2 separate regions of the Mus musculus genome follow, and region 2 is linked to region 1. The links are chromatin contacts, called in public Hi-C maps. All regions are on one chromosome and are shown on one strand. The core of a region is the stretch at or near the end of the contact, and the rest is flanking DNA. Distances in the headings are between cores, read along the strand shown. Region 1 has its middle 76 kb from the start of 5430403N17Rik. Region 2 has its middle 97 kb from the start of Lonrf1.

Region 1 (6,769 bases), core at 4,145-6,644:
AAATTGTATCTCACCCTACAGTGTATAATTGCAGGCTTGCTCATGTTTATTTAAAATGCTTAGAAGATAGTCTAAAAGAAGATAATCTGTGATACAAGAATTCAAAGCTAAGAATTACAAAACAATCTTGGACGAAGTTAGGCACAGTGATTCTCTTTGAACTGGGTTTGTGATCTGATCGTGGCGAGACCTCAGGATTCTTAGATTATGACTACTTCAAATTTGGCTTTTCAAGGAATTATCATAGTTGATGTGATAAGATCATGCTCTGACAAGGACATGAATGATGTCACTCCCATCTAAAATAATTCTGGCAGGCAGGATTTGATTGACAGCCCTGCAAGCACTAAACACTCTCTGCAGGGGCCCCATTCCAGTACCCCTGCCCCCAACAGAAGCCAAGATCCTCAGATACCAGCCCCTTACGTACAATGAAGCAACAGCCTTTGCCTATAATCTATGTGTTGCTGGCTTGTACTTCAAATCCTCTCTAGAATAGTTAAGGCGTGTATTATAATGCTAATGGTTTGTAAAGAACTATTATACTAGATTGTTTAAGGGATAATGATGAGGGAAGGGGGAAAGTCAGCATGTGTTCAGTAAGGATTCAATTTGTTTTTATTCAAATGTTTCCCATCTGTGGTTGTTAACCCAGGTGAGGAGCTCACAGGCTGCTCTCTTCTTTTGTTCTTCTGCGCCGGTTCAGACAAAGAAAGTTCAGCTAAAGCAGACAACATAGTCAACATAGTTTGTCTTAACTTAATACTCTAGTTCACAGATGTAACGGTTAAGCTTTAAAGTGGCAGAAGTCCTTACTGAATTTTTTTAATTAAGATTTGTGCCCAAGTGTCTTGGTCTCCAAACTGGTTTTGTGTGTTCTTCATATTCCATCCTGTCGCTGATCATAGATAAGAGAAAGAGCTCAAGTACATGAGAACCTGCCAGTCACGAGGGCAGGGCAGGAGCAATGAGAAACAGTGGGATTGCTTGAAAATAAATTACTTCCTTAAAAAGTACTGACCATGTCAGAAGGGAGAATTGGGGTGGGGGATGGGGCGGGGTGAGAAAAGACTAGCATTGGTGGTTTACTCCTTCACAACTGTCTTGGTTACTTTTCAATTCCCATGATAAATTACTGAGCAAGGCAACTTCCAGAAGCAAGAGTTTAATGGGGCCTTACAGTTTCAGAAGGTTAGAGGCTATGATCATCATGGCAGGAAGCAAGGCAACAGCAGGCAGACAGGCATTGAGCTTAGTTCCTGATAAGTAAGCCCAGGATGGGGAGGGGGGAGAAGGAGGGAGGGAGGGAGGGAGAGAGTGAGGAGAGACAGAGAGTTAACTGGGAGTGACAAGTCACTTTCAGTGACACACCTTCTTCCCAATGTCACACCTCCTAATCCTTCCCAATTAGTTCTACAAACTGCACAACAAGTGTTCAACTATATGAGTCTCTGGGCCCATTCGCAATCAAAAACACCACAATCCCAGTGACCCTGAGCAGGCACCACGTCCAAAATGCAAGGCGTTCCATGAAACCTGATAAAATAAAGTTAACCGAACAAGTGATTTTTAGGTTCCCAGCTGTCTGAACCCCTTAAAAAGTGAAAGAAGCCCAGCTTAATTTGACTTTCTATACTTCTTCAGAGACCAGGTGAGATCAGGAGCATTGGAGATGGTATAGCCGTAGACTATCTATACTTCTTAATGCAGCAGAGGTGTTAGCAGAGACACTTGTTCTTGCTTTTATTTAGTTTTTATTTTCTAAATGTGTTCTATTTTTATGTATGAGTGTTTTGTGGTATGTGTGTGTTGTATGTTTGAACACATGCGTGTATGTCAACGCACACACTTTCTATGTGCCCTGTACCTGTAGAAGCCAGAAGAGGGAAGGTATTGGTCTCCTGGAACTGGAGTTATTGATAGCTGTGAGCTACCACATGGGTACTGGGAAGCAACACAGGTCCTTTGTAAGAGCGTTTAGTGTTCTTAACCTGGTGAGTCATTGTTCTGATTTTAACTAGTGGAATGTTTGAATTTTAAATATTGTTGGCAGTAAAAATTCTCATTTGAATTCTAGAGAGATAAGCACTTACCATTAGGCAACCATTACCTGCTTTTGCTGTAAAAAAAAAAATCACACATAGTTTTACAAAAACCTCAATAGTAGCATATGACATAGTTTTCAAGAAACTGACATTTCTTCACTATTCCGTAGCACCTTGATCCCATCAGGACTCTACATAGTCTGCACGTGGTATTCTTCGTTAGTTCCTGAAATCCTGTAGAACATTCTGAGTACAATGTATTATGGCCCAAAGAAGCTGCACACATTTAAATCTTGCCAGCAAAGCCAGACAGGCTAAAAGATGGGAGTTTGCCTTGACCACGACAATGGGTTTGTATCTCCAGAGGAAAGCACTTTCAATTCAAATTTCTTTCACGTGTCAAGACATTGAATGTTATTGATTGTCTCAGTAGGGCTGTTATCACCGTAATGAAACACCATGACCAAAGCAACTGGGCAAGAAAGCATTTATTCAGCTTACACTCCCGTATCACTGTTCATCGTTGAAGTAAGTCAGGACAGGAACCAAAAGAGGGCAGGAACCAGGAGGCAGAAGCTGATGCAGAGACCATGGAAGAGTGCTTATTGGTTTGCTCCTCGTGGCTTGATCAGCCTTCTTTCTTATAAAACCCAGGACCACCAGCCCAGGGATGACATCACCAACAGTGGGCTAGGTCTTCCCACATCAATCACTAATTAAGAAAATGCCCCCACAGGCTTACCTATAAGCAGATCTTACAAAGGCATTCCTCAATTAGGGTTTCCCCTTCTCTGATGACTCTTGACTGTGTCAAGTTGACACGAAGCTATCTGGAAACCTGAGCATTTCTGAGCCTGTGGCATCTCTCGTCATCTCCATCTTCATCATTCTTAAATACCAGGGAACTTAAAAACCTCATTTCTGAGTTATGATCCAGTTTTTTTCTCTTGGGCATTGATGTATCGAAAGGGCCCTGTGCCTGCACAGGACACATTTGTTCCTTGCTAGCTTTAGCTCCCCTGGGCAGAACTCACTTGATTTGAGGCTACTATAAAAATAGTGACACCATATTAAAGGATTTCATTTGTACATGGGGGTGGGGGTGCAGGAAATGAAATCCCTTGTCCAAAAATGAAGCAAAGTCAAAGATAAAAATCCACGACAGAGTACCACACTGGAAAGGGAATGAGGTGAAATTTTCTGTAGCAGTTACCATTTGGGAGGGGCACTTGGAAGGGCCTCAGGAAGCATTGGAGCTGCCCTTGGCATACAGTGAAGACAGCTGCAGGCTCAGCTTGGGATCTGACCCAGGCTCCCCTTCCCTGTTCCTCTTCCCTCATTTCCCTTCTAATTTTAAACAGGCGGGAGGGTGTTAGAGGAAACAGAGGAGTGGTAAGTCGGGGGTGGGGTGAGTCACATTAAAAAATCGATGGGAACAAAACCAAATTCCCACCTCCTCCCCCAGTCTAGTCCAACACTGAAAGGTAAAATGCTGTAACAAGACTCTGGGCTGCTCTGTCTCAAGGCCTTGGCATAGACCCATAAGCAGGGTGACCCTGTTCCCATGGATTTCACATCAGTGACAGTCTCATAGATGTTTTATATGGCTCCTCTTTGAGTAGGAGCTGAGAAGTGAGGGTTTGGATGCTCTTCCAACTGAAGGAGGCAAGGAAAATGGTGCTTTGAGGTAAAGAGGAAGGGTTAAGTTGTCCTTTATCACAAAGATGCCTTACCAATTCCTTACATTGCCCCACCCCACCAAAACCAGCAACACAGGCAACAAGATGGCTCAGCACATAAAGATGCTTGCTGCCATGTCTAGAAACCCAAGTTTCATTACCAGATCCCATATGGTGGATAGAGAAAAGCAACACCCACATTCTGTCCTCTGACATTCACATGTGTGTGGTGGCACACACACACACACACACACACACACACACACACACACACACACACCAAACACTGGATAGAAGTGTAATTTTAAAGATCCAGCTGTCAAATCCATCCAGTATCCCTCTCAACCTACCATCAAAACCCAAAGCAGGAGACAGTCGAGACTTTCTGGGAATCAAATTTTGTTTTCTGAGGAATTTTTACTCTTGTGGACAAAACACATCCTCACAGCAAAAGGTGGTGATTCCCTCTGCCCTCCACCCCTGGATCTTACAGAGTTCAGATGATTTCCCCTATGTATGTCTTTAAAAATATCACCAGGTGAACCATTCGTATGTTGATGTGTTTTTACCTACAGCCAGCCACAGAGTGTGTGATGGTCTTCGCCTCTCTAACCCATCTCTGGGAGGAAGAGGTCCAGGATTATTTGGTTTCGTTTGCAGCAGAAGAATTTTCATTGGGTATATGGAAAAGAACTCTTTGTCGGAAATATTTTGGGAACCTGAAATTGCTCACTGATGATTGTCAGTCTTTCTTTCCCTGGAGGTATTTAAGTAACTGCCGACATCCTTCTGCACTGCCTGGGAACTTTAGCCATTCTGTGAGAAACAATGAACAAGCAGCCATTTTGCCATCCCTCTACCCACTCTACAATCATATCCCCCCCGCCCCCAATCCTTCCATACCCTGTGTGCTACTGTGGTGCTGGCTGAGGGAAACAGCAGTCTTCAGTCAGAAACAGTGAAGGATTAAAGGGTGGATGAGAAAGTAGGTTTTTCTATGATGAGACTCCCATGATATCCTAGTGTCTGATTTAGTCTAACTGGAGAACACTGAATCCACCAAACAAGAAAAGTTGTATTTGTATCAATTGTTCATCCACCCAAATGTTATATAAAATGTGGGATGTGGCAAAGACTACACACAGTCTGATAGGATTTCTGCCTGCCTTCAATGGTAGATACAAATGTGTAAAATTACGTGCACAAAGGAGACAGTGGTTTTTTAAAGGGGAGTAAATGAATGGGAGGTGCTTTGCACGTGACTGGAGTAAGAAACAGTGAGCCACGCTGCTGTAGGGCCTTAAACTGTGTGATATCATACCCTTCCCCCCACTTTTCTCTTTCCCTAGACTTTGGCTCTATCAAAAGGAAAACGTTTTTCCACTGGGAATTGGGATATGGTTAAATTGTATCTTTGAATCCAGAATGGGTAGCCTACTCCCTCTTTCTTATCTCTCTAGAGTAATTATAGCTGAGAGTGTCTCGGGAACTCTCTAGGCAGCTTATATTTTGAAATAGAGAGAATTCCAACAGATATTACTTTGAAAGGAATTATAGTTGCAAGAACCTCAGCCAATCAGAGCAAAATTCTTCTAGACCAGTACTGTCCAAACAGAATAGAAGTCAGAAAGCGCCATCCTGATAAGTGAACCGGTTCATCGGCTGCTCCAAGGTCTCTGTGTTAATGACCTCTGTGAGGAGGATGTTACTGGCCCTGGTTTGTCTCTGACACTAGATCTTCATGGCACTTGTTATTGGCCAGACTTCAGGTTTTAAGACTTTATATCTAAACTGTTATCTAGGGCCCTACTCCACCAGGCAGGCTTTACATGTCCCTAAAATCGACTCCGGCAGAAGTAGTCTCTTCAACAAGAGATGTCATCTAGTTTCCTGGAAAGAGAAGGGAACTGGCTTCATCGCGGTCTCAGGCGTTAAGGCCCTGGCCCGTTTCCCTCTGCACTGCATTTCTTTTGCTGCACCCTGCCTGCTGCCTGCGAGAAATTCGAGTCTGGGAAAGTGACTTGCTCTTGTTAAGCAGCGGGGAAGTTTTGAGGCAGCCTCTGTGATTTGGGGTGCCTTGAAGCGAGGAGAAGTAGTACCCCATCGGCCACTTTCTGTATCTGCTTTCTCTCTGCAGAACGCTTTTAAAGTTCGGATGTAGCAGGAACCATCGTGCGCCATCTCTCATCGGTGTGTTTGTGCAGTGAAGCACAACCTGGACCTTCCCCATCACAGGCATTAACAGCCTGCAACCGATCCCCGTTATGATTTAGGTTAAGTGGAAGCTCTTATTATGTGTTCATTTAATAACTTTGCTGGACTTGAGAGTTCAGGCAACCGTGGCTAATTCATAAAAGGAACAGCCTCCCAAAAGCATGCATTGATGTAGACACTCCGTACGCCCCTCATAATTTAACTCTGTTCAGCTGAATAGATTTCGCATATGCATCCATTTGTGCCAATCTAGTCTCCTTGTAGCTTTTAAAATCTGACCTTGAAGCTCATTCTTTGCGAGAAATGCAGGGTTTTTTTCTCCCCTCAATTTGGTACTGAAGTAAAGAGCTGTGATATTTTTATTATGTGTCTGGAAGAAGGAGGTGTTCCATAATACAAAAACCAGACCTCTAAAGTTCACCCTGATTACAAAATTCAAAACAATATACCAAAAGGTCAAAGCAATTCTTATTTTTAAGGCTTAAAATAACTAGCTAAGCTTCAGAAACATTTAGCTAGCATATAGAGGCATTTTTTTAAAAACTAAAAGTAGTTACTTAAAAATTCCATTATACATGGCACGATATTTAATTTTAAATGAAATTTAAAAGGCACATTTAAAAATATGGAATGCCTATCAAAAAAATTCCCCCACAAATGTGTATTATAGTACTTGTTTATAAATACAATGGCTATGTTTTTAAAAAAAGTTTCAAGTTATTGGGGTTTTTTTAGGGTTTTTTTTTTTAGTAGTTTAAGCATTCTGTTTGTGAACTATAAAATATTTAATTTATTATTTCTTACTGTAGTTTCTCAAAAGGGTCACAAGAG
Region 2 (6,739 bases), core at 2,541-5,040, 390 kb after region 1:
CTGTAGTCCATCCACGTTCCTTGTTAGTTTTACTAAATCATGATAAGAAGTGGTGCCAAATAAGCCAGTCTCCTGGAAGAGGGAACCTCCACCTCTGTACCACTGGGAATGGCTTCATTAATTTTTAATGTATCCTGCTTATAACCCAAGCCTGCCAAAGCCCAGACTGGGAAAGGAGACTCACAGTGCAGCCCTGTGGCCACTCATTGGGGTCAAGAAACCGTGAAAGCGTGGGGAGTCGGTCAATGAAGAGAGAGATATAAATCTCTAAGGGCAGCCAAAGCTTGAGTCTGGTACCTCAGTGTGGTAAGGAAAGAAACCTTGTACACAGTGCATGGTCCAACCAATCTGAAGTATCATAAGTAGAGAGGCAAATAGTTATCAGGGGCTTCTCAGTATTCGAGAGTATTCGAGAGAGAGTAAATTTAAGTATTTACTTAAACTAAATAAACTTAGCGGCAATTCCAGGCTGCAGTTATCGTCAGAATATGCACATAAGGGGGTCAGTATACAGTCACCCCTCAGCATTGGTGGAGTACTTGTGTCAAGGTTCTTGCTGATCAGACTAGATCATTCAAGCTCCAGAGGTACAAGTTCCTTAAAAACAATGGCACAAAATTTGGATATAATCCATGTGTATCTCCCCAAAGAGTTTATTTGACAACTTCATACACGTATACTTTGATCGTATTCATTTCCTCCCATCCGCCTCCATGCCCATACCACTCTTTCTAGAACTCTTGTTTCCTAATCCCTCTCTCCACCTTTTTCCCAATCTGGCACTCATCCTTGCTCTTGACCACAGGGTTTAATTTGGATTGCTTGCAAGTGTATGTGTGTAGGGTTATTTACTGGCCCTTGGGAAAGTTACTGGTGGCCACAATCCTGAAGAAATGTGACGGCCTCTTTCTCAGCTGTCACTGGTTGCCAGTAGCTCCCCAAGGCTAGAACCTCGTGTGCCTTTCCCCATCTATGCTGAAATAGTTAATAGACTTTGTCCCGTTCAGGTCACTGTAGCTGCTGTGGTTTCATAAGTTCTGTCACCCATGACTCTTCCAAATCCTTTTGAGTTCTTTCTGCCCTCTTTTTATATTCAAAGAAGAACGGTGACACATTAAAGGGACAAACTTTAAAAGTCCTTGTTGAACATATCTGGGACAATGTGCGTTTCAGCAGCTGCTGGTTAGTTTTTGCCAACTTGACAAACTAGAGTTCCCTGGAAATAGGGAATGTCAGCTGAGGAATTGTACCCACCCAATTGGGTGGGCACCCTTGTGGTACATTGTTCTGATGGTGCCACCGCTGGGTGAATGGTCTTGAGAGATATAAGGACATCACACAAGTAAGGCATGAAGAACGAGTCAGTAAGCAGCTTCCCTCTGTGGTCTCGGCTTCTCTTGATGACAGACTGTACCCTTCCCCAAGTTGTTTCTGGTCAGTGTCTTATCAATGAAGACAGAAACTCAAGGAGGACAGTAACCTTGGTGACTCCGAATCCACTGTCTAAAATAGGAAACTGTAAACCTGCATTGATTGTAATAAATTATGAATTCCATGAGAAAGGATATATCATTCTGAAAGTGCATCTACACAGAACACTCACTCATTACAAAGGTGAGGACAGTATCTTTACATTGGAGAAGACTGACAGGTATTGGACTTAGTCAAGTAACTGAAGGACATCATCAATAGTAGGACAAATCAAAATAGCACATCATCGATGTCTGTGATGTACCTGCCAACAACAACATAAACCATCCAAGATTGAAAGCATGCATCCCAGGGCGCATGTGTGAAGGTCAGAGGACCACTTGTTCAAATCGGTTCTTGTTTCTCCCTTTCTACTACGTAGATCCTGGGAATCAAGCTCACATCATTAGCCATGGTGGTGCCTTTACCCACTGAGCAATCTTTCCAGCTGTATACATAAGTTTTAAAGTGCATGTGTGAGTGCCCCACCGTGTGTGTGTGTGTGTGTGTGTGTGTGTGTGTGTGTGTGTGTGTGTGTGTGTGTGTGATGTATGCAGGCCCAGGTGTACAGATTCCAGAGGAAGATGTCGCTATCCAGCTATCTTATGCTTCCTGGAGATACACCCATTCTCTGAACTCGAAGCTAGTCTGGCAACCAGCAATCCCCAGCAATCCTCTTGCTTCCACCCCCACCAACACTGGCATTATAAGGGTATGTGGTTACATATAACTTAGTATGTAGGTACTAGGGATTTGAACTCATGTCTCTACGCTTTCATAGCAAGTTCCTTAGCCCACTGAGCCCTCCCCTCATCCCCTGCATATGTTTCTTTCAACATAATTCTGTTGTAATTTCCCAGCCTTAGTCTTTTTCCCCATAGGTTTATATGTATGTATGTGTATCATTGTTGTGACTTGTATGACAAATGCCACTTAAGCTTCTTATGCTACCTAGTTTCAGGGGATTCAAGCGTCACATAGAGAAAAAGGCCTGCTGCAGCCATGGGTTGTGGGAATGTATAACGGAGTCTTCCTCCACAGTGGAGACCAGATGATACAGGCCAGAGCCAAAAGTGGGTGTGACGTTCAGGGTCCGTCCATAGCGAGCTACTTTCACTAGGTAGGCTCCACCTCTTAAAAGCTCCACACCCTTTGAAATAATGCCCAAAGCTGAGGAACAACTATACAAAATATGAGCACGGACACAGGTCATATCCAAACCATTACAGTCTAAGAATAAGAATATTCCTTTACATAATTATGACCCAAGGATCAGATTCAAGAAATGTAACATTGATATAATACTCTGTCTGATGTAAAGTCTGTATATATAATTTTTTCTAATTATCTCAGTCTTTTTATTTGTTTGCTTGTTTTTGTTTTTTGTTTTTCAAGACAGGGTTTCTCTGTATAGCCCTGGCTGTCCTGGAACTCACTCTGTAGACCAAGCTGGCCTCAAACTCAGAAATCTGCCTGCCTCTGCCTCCCAAGTGCTGGGATTAAAGGCGTGCACCACGACTGCCCATCCAGTCTTTCTTTCTTAAGACAAGGTCTGGCTATAAACCCCAGGCTGGCCTCGAACTTAATTAAAGCTTTGCTCCTAGCTCCTGGGTAATGGCAGTGAAGGGACATGTGTCCCACCATGTGCCAAGGGCAATTCATGCTTATAACAACTTCTTTTCCTGGTTTGGGATCATGCATCATGTCTGTTGCCTTTGGGGCTAAAATGGGTCAGGCTCACTTTGTCTTAAAAATATTGACAGTTGCCTTCTGTGATGTTCCTCATATCCAGATGTTTCCACTGAATTATTTTTTCATCTATTCTCTCTCCTTCATGCCAGTTTTCCAATGTGTACTTTTCTTTGCCCCCCTTGGGTTCAACTAAGTTGCATAAACAGATATCTGTGTTGATGGATAGATTTTTTTTTATAACATAAGCTTCTCTTATTTTTTTTTACCTTGTTGAATATGTTATGGATCAACACCTGAAGAGTTTGAATAATTTGAAATTAGATAAATGAAACAAGGGACTAGTAGAGACATATTAAGTATTTGCCATTGATTGAACAATTAAGATGAACTCAATACAGCAAAATGCAAACCACAGCTTTACCAACTGTCAGGTGCACAATGTGTGCTCAGCACTAACTGCCAATGGCGTCTTTCTAAAGTACCTCTGAGAGAGGACAATGCTTTTTCTGTCCTATGGTGGTGGTGTTGGGGGGTGGGGTGGGGTGGGGTGGGGGTGGGGTCTTCCTTAAGTTCTTCCTCTGTTGTGCTGGTTTGTGGTTGGTTTCTCACACCCGCAGGTGTGACAGAACCTGGTTACTGCAGGGGATGCGTGAGGATTTGGAAGGCAGGGAGCTCATCAAAAAGAAAAGACAGGAACAGCTTGAGAGGAAGAGGTTACTAAGTGTACCGGGCATCTGGTGGGATATCTGGTGGGATGGGATGGCAAGCAAGGTGAGGGCTCATGCTACGTACAGAAAGGGATGCATGGGAAACTCATGGGAACCCAAAGCTCTTGGTTCAGTCACTAACCGTGTAGCAGTAACAAACCCTAAGATTCAGAGGGCAGCATCCTCGCCCTCACCCTCAAGAGCAGCCACTGGTTTATAACATGGAAACACAGTAGTGCGCAGGTTAACAGGAATGTGTTTTCATTTAGAAATATCTGCTCATCTGGAAGGGCAGGGCCCTCATCCTAGGCCTATGACAAGTCAAGGTTTTTGATGATTTCTGTTACATAAGAGGTACACAATATTAGTTCACATATCCCACTGCTTAAAACCCCCACCAAAGGAGAAGGTTTGTGCTTAAATAATTGAATAAGTTAAGATTCTTTCCAAAACTTCTAAGTGGCTACCCAAGACAATGACAGATTAATGACAGATTAAGTGTTAAGACTTCGTAGACATTAGCAGTTGGCATCCCTTCGGTTGCTGAGCCCATACTGCCCCCTGGTGTTCCCTGGGCATCTCTGTTTTGTAGGCCAGTTGACGTGGTATTTCCTGTTGCCTGCTGGCTGGACAGTGCACTGCAGGTCTCACCTGTGAGAGGCATCATTTTCACTGACTATCATCTTTTTGGTATTTTGGTGTCTAGCATGCTGTGCCTAGCAAAGTGTCCACTAGTAGTTCAATGAATAAATGACACGAGTCTCTCAAACTAAAAAATGTGCAGCTACTGTAAACATTGTCCTTACTCCCCCTCAAATTGCCAATGTTCTTGATCCACCCTTGGTCCAAGTCTCCATCACTTCCTGCCTGGACTAGTTCTCACGTCTTCCCTTCCTCCCACCCCCAGCCCATGAAACTCTAGCTATCACTTTCTTCAACACCGGCAGTGTTGCCTTTCTCTGTCGGCGATGCATAGACGCTAGAGTGTAGAGGGCATATGGCTATACTCTTTCATTTTGGCAGTGCTAGGGACAAAACCCAGGATCTGGCTCTGGAAACTCATACTTTCAGGCCAGATAAAGTTGTGAAAGTTTTTGTCTATAGGCTGCAGGGCACTCTTGCTACTTGCAGCTGGGTAAGCTGCCATACTAGTCCCCAGTTGCTTCATCTACAAAATGAAGATGACAGCCACTTGCTTGAGGTGCGCACTGAGTTGCCAAGGCTTGTGGGAGAACACACATTTCTTCCTGTTGTTATTTTTAAGCACTTGTTTGTGCTTTGGAAACAGTCTTAATACAATGTTATATAGTCTAGGCTGGCCATGAACTCAGTAACCACCTGCTTCAGTCTCCCTAGGACTGAGATTGTAGGAATGTCCTAACACACTTGGCTAAGAATGTTCTTTGGAGAGACTGCTTAGAATTGCTGCCTGGGTTAGGAAACATTGTGACGGTATTTCTTTCATGTACAATGGGCAAGGCTATTTGGCTGTCTCTGTAAGTCTAGGTTACTATGTTGGTAATGTTTTGAAGTCCAGATCACTTCATCTTGTGCAGGGATCAGGATGTAAGGTTGAGGCAGTTTGGAGGAAAGGAGATATAGATGGGAAAGTTCTTGTAAAAGAAGAGAAGCGTTAGGTGTAGGATATTCCAGCTTGTCTTCAGTTCTCTGTGTACTTATCTTTGCCTCCTACTGCCCAGAAAAGTATGTTGCCAGCATGAGTGTGATGAAGTTTATGGGAACAAACAGAAGAGAGAAAATTCCAGACTGGCACAAAGACAGCAGAGAAAGGAAGAGCTGGTGACTAACTCAGCCAGTGAGAAGAAATTAGAAGAGGAGACAAGAGTCTCCTGCCCTTACCCATCACTCACTCACACACACACACACACACACACACACACACACACACACACACACACACACACACACACAGAGGCTCTCTCTGAAAGCTCCTGAAGTATTGTGATAGGTGTTTGAGGGCTTTGAGCTTTATGGGGAATGGAGGCTCATGGTATTTTATCTTGGTATTGAAGGAGACAGACCCATAGAAAGCCGAAGAGCTTGGAAGCATCTGGGTTACATCAAAAAGCACTTCACACCAGGCCTAGGATCAAGTAAGCATTCAAACTCTGAAGTGGTGTGCTAGTGAGCCAGTATCCAGTGTTATCACCGTGTTTAAGCAGATGGCACATGCAGATGTTCTAGAATATCGCTTCCAGGTCCGAATGGACTTCTTGTTCTTTCTCCCTCCCTCTCTTGAATCTTTATTGGGTAGTTTATTGTGTTTTGAGTGTTCTTCTCAAAAGCATGTTTATGTACCCTGTGTACCCTGGAACTGGATTTAGGGACCATACTGAATCACCGTGTGGGTGCTGGGGGCCAAACCCAGATCCTCTGTAAGAACGACTGCTCTTAACCACCAAGAAACCTCTCTCTAGCCCTTTGGTTCTTTCTAATGCATGACGGAATTTAATCTTCCCTTTTATTTCTCACCGGTGTGGGGTGAATTCTATAAGACAGAGCTGATGACTAGTTATTTGGTTATGCCTCAAAGCATCGTGAAACAATGAAAAGAATTGAAGCACTCTGAGTTAAACTCCGGATATCATAGATGTTACACAAGCCCCTTTTCACGGATCCATGTGCCCAGACTTATTTTCACTATTAAAATTTAAAATGAGATCTTGCTTGGTTGCCCAGGCTGTCCTTGAACCTGCAACCCTCAAGGCTCCTGCTCCAGCCTCCAGTATAGCTATTCTCACAGCTTGGTACCGTCATGATTCTTGCTCTTCATTTATGCGTTCTCTTGAGAACCAGGCAGGAATCACGTGTGTGCTTAGCATTCAGTTATCCAGATCCCAGCTCCCTCC

The links. Hi-C and Micro-C count contacts between places; a contact is called where the count stands out from the background.
Region 2: a Hi-C map of the G1E-ER4 cell line shows a contact between it and region 1, with 4 times the contacts expected there. The contact joins two enhancer-like sites. A contact is called at or near these places in 3 of 484 Hi-C or Micro-C datasets (the G1E-ER4 cell line and the N1E-115 cell line) and 1 of 115 datasets of contacts at active chromatin or transcription factors (embryonic stem cells).

The regions. Positions count from the first base shown.
Region 1 is chr8:35,956,042-35,962,810 of GRCm38.p6, forward strand. No RefSeq gene overlaps it. Among named protein-coding and RNA genes, the nearest start is that of 5430403N17Rik, 76 kb to the left of the region's middle. Within about 2 kb of position 5,395, at least 15 of the 459 cell types and tissues checked have an H3K27ac peak or open chromatin away from gene starts, as enhancers often do. A contact at or near this core is called in the G1E-ER4 cell line, where this site is marked.
Region 2 is chr8:36,342,676-36,349,414 of GRCm38.p6, forward strand. No RefSeq gene overlaps it. Among named protein-coding and RNA genes, the nearest start is that of Lonrf1, 97 kb to the left of the region's middle. Within about 2 kb of position 3,791, at least 9 of the 459 cell types and tissues checked have an H3K27ac peak or open chromatin away from gene starts, as enhancers often do. A contact at or near this core is called in the G1E-ER4 cell line, where this site is marked.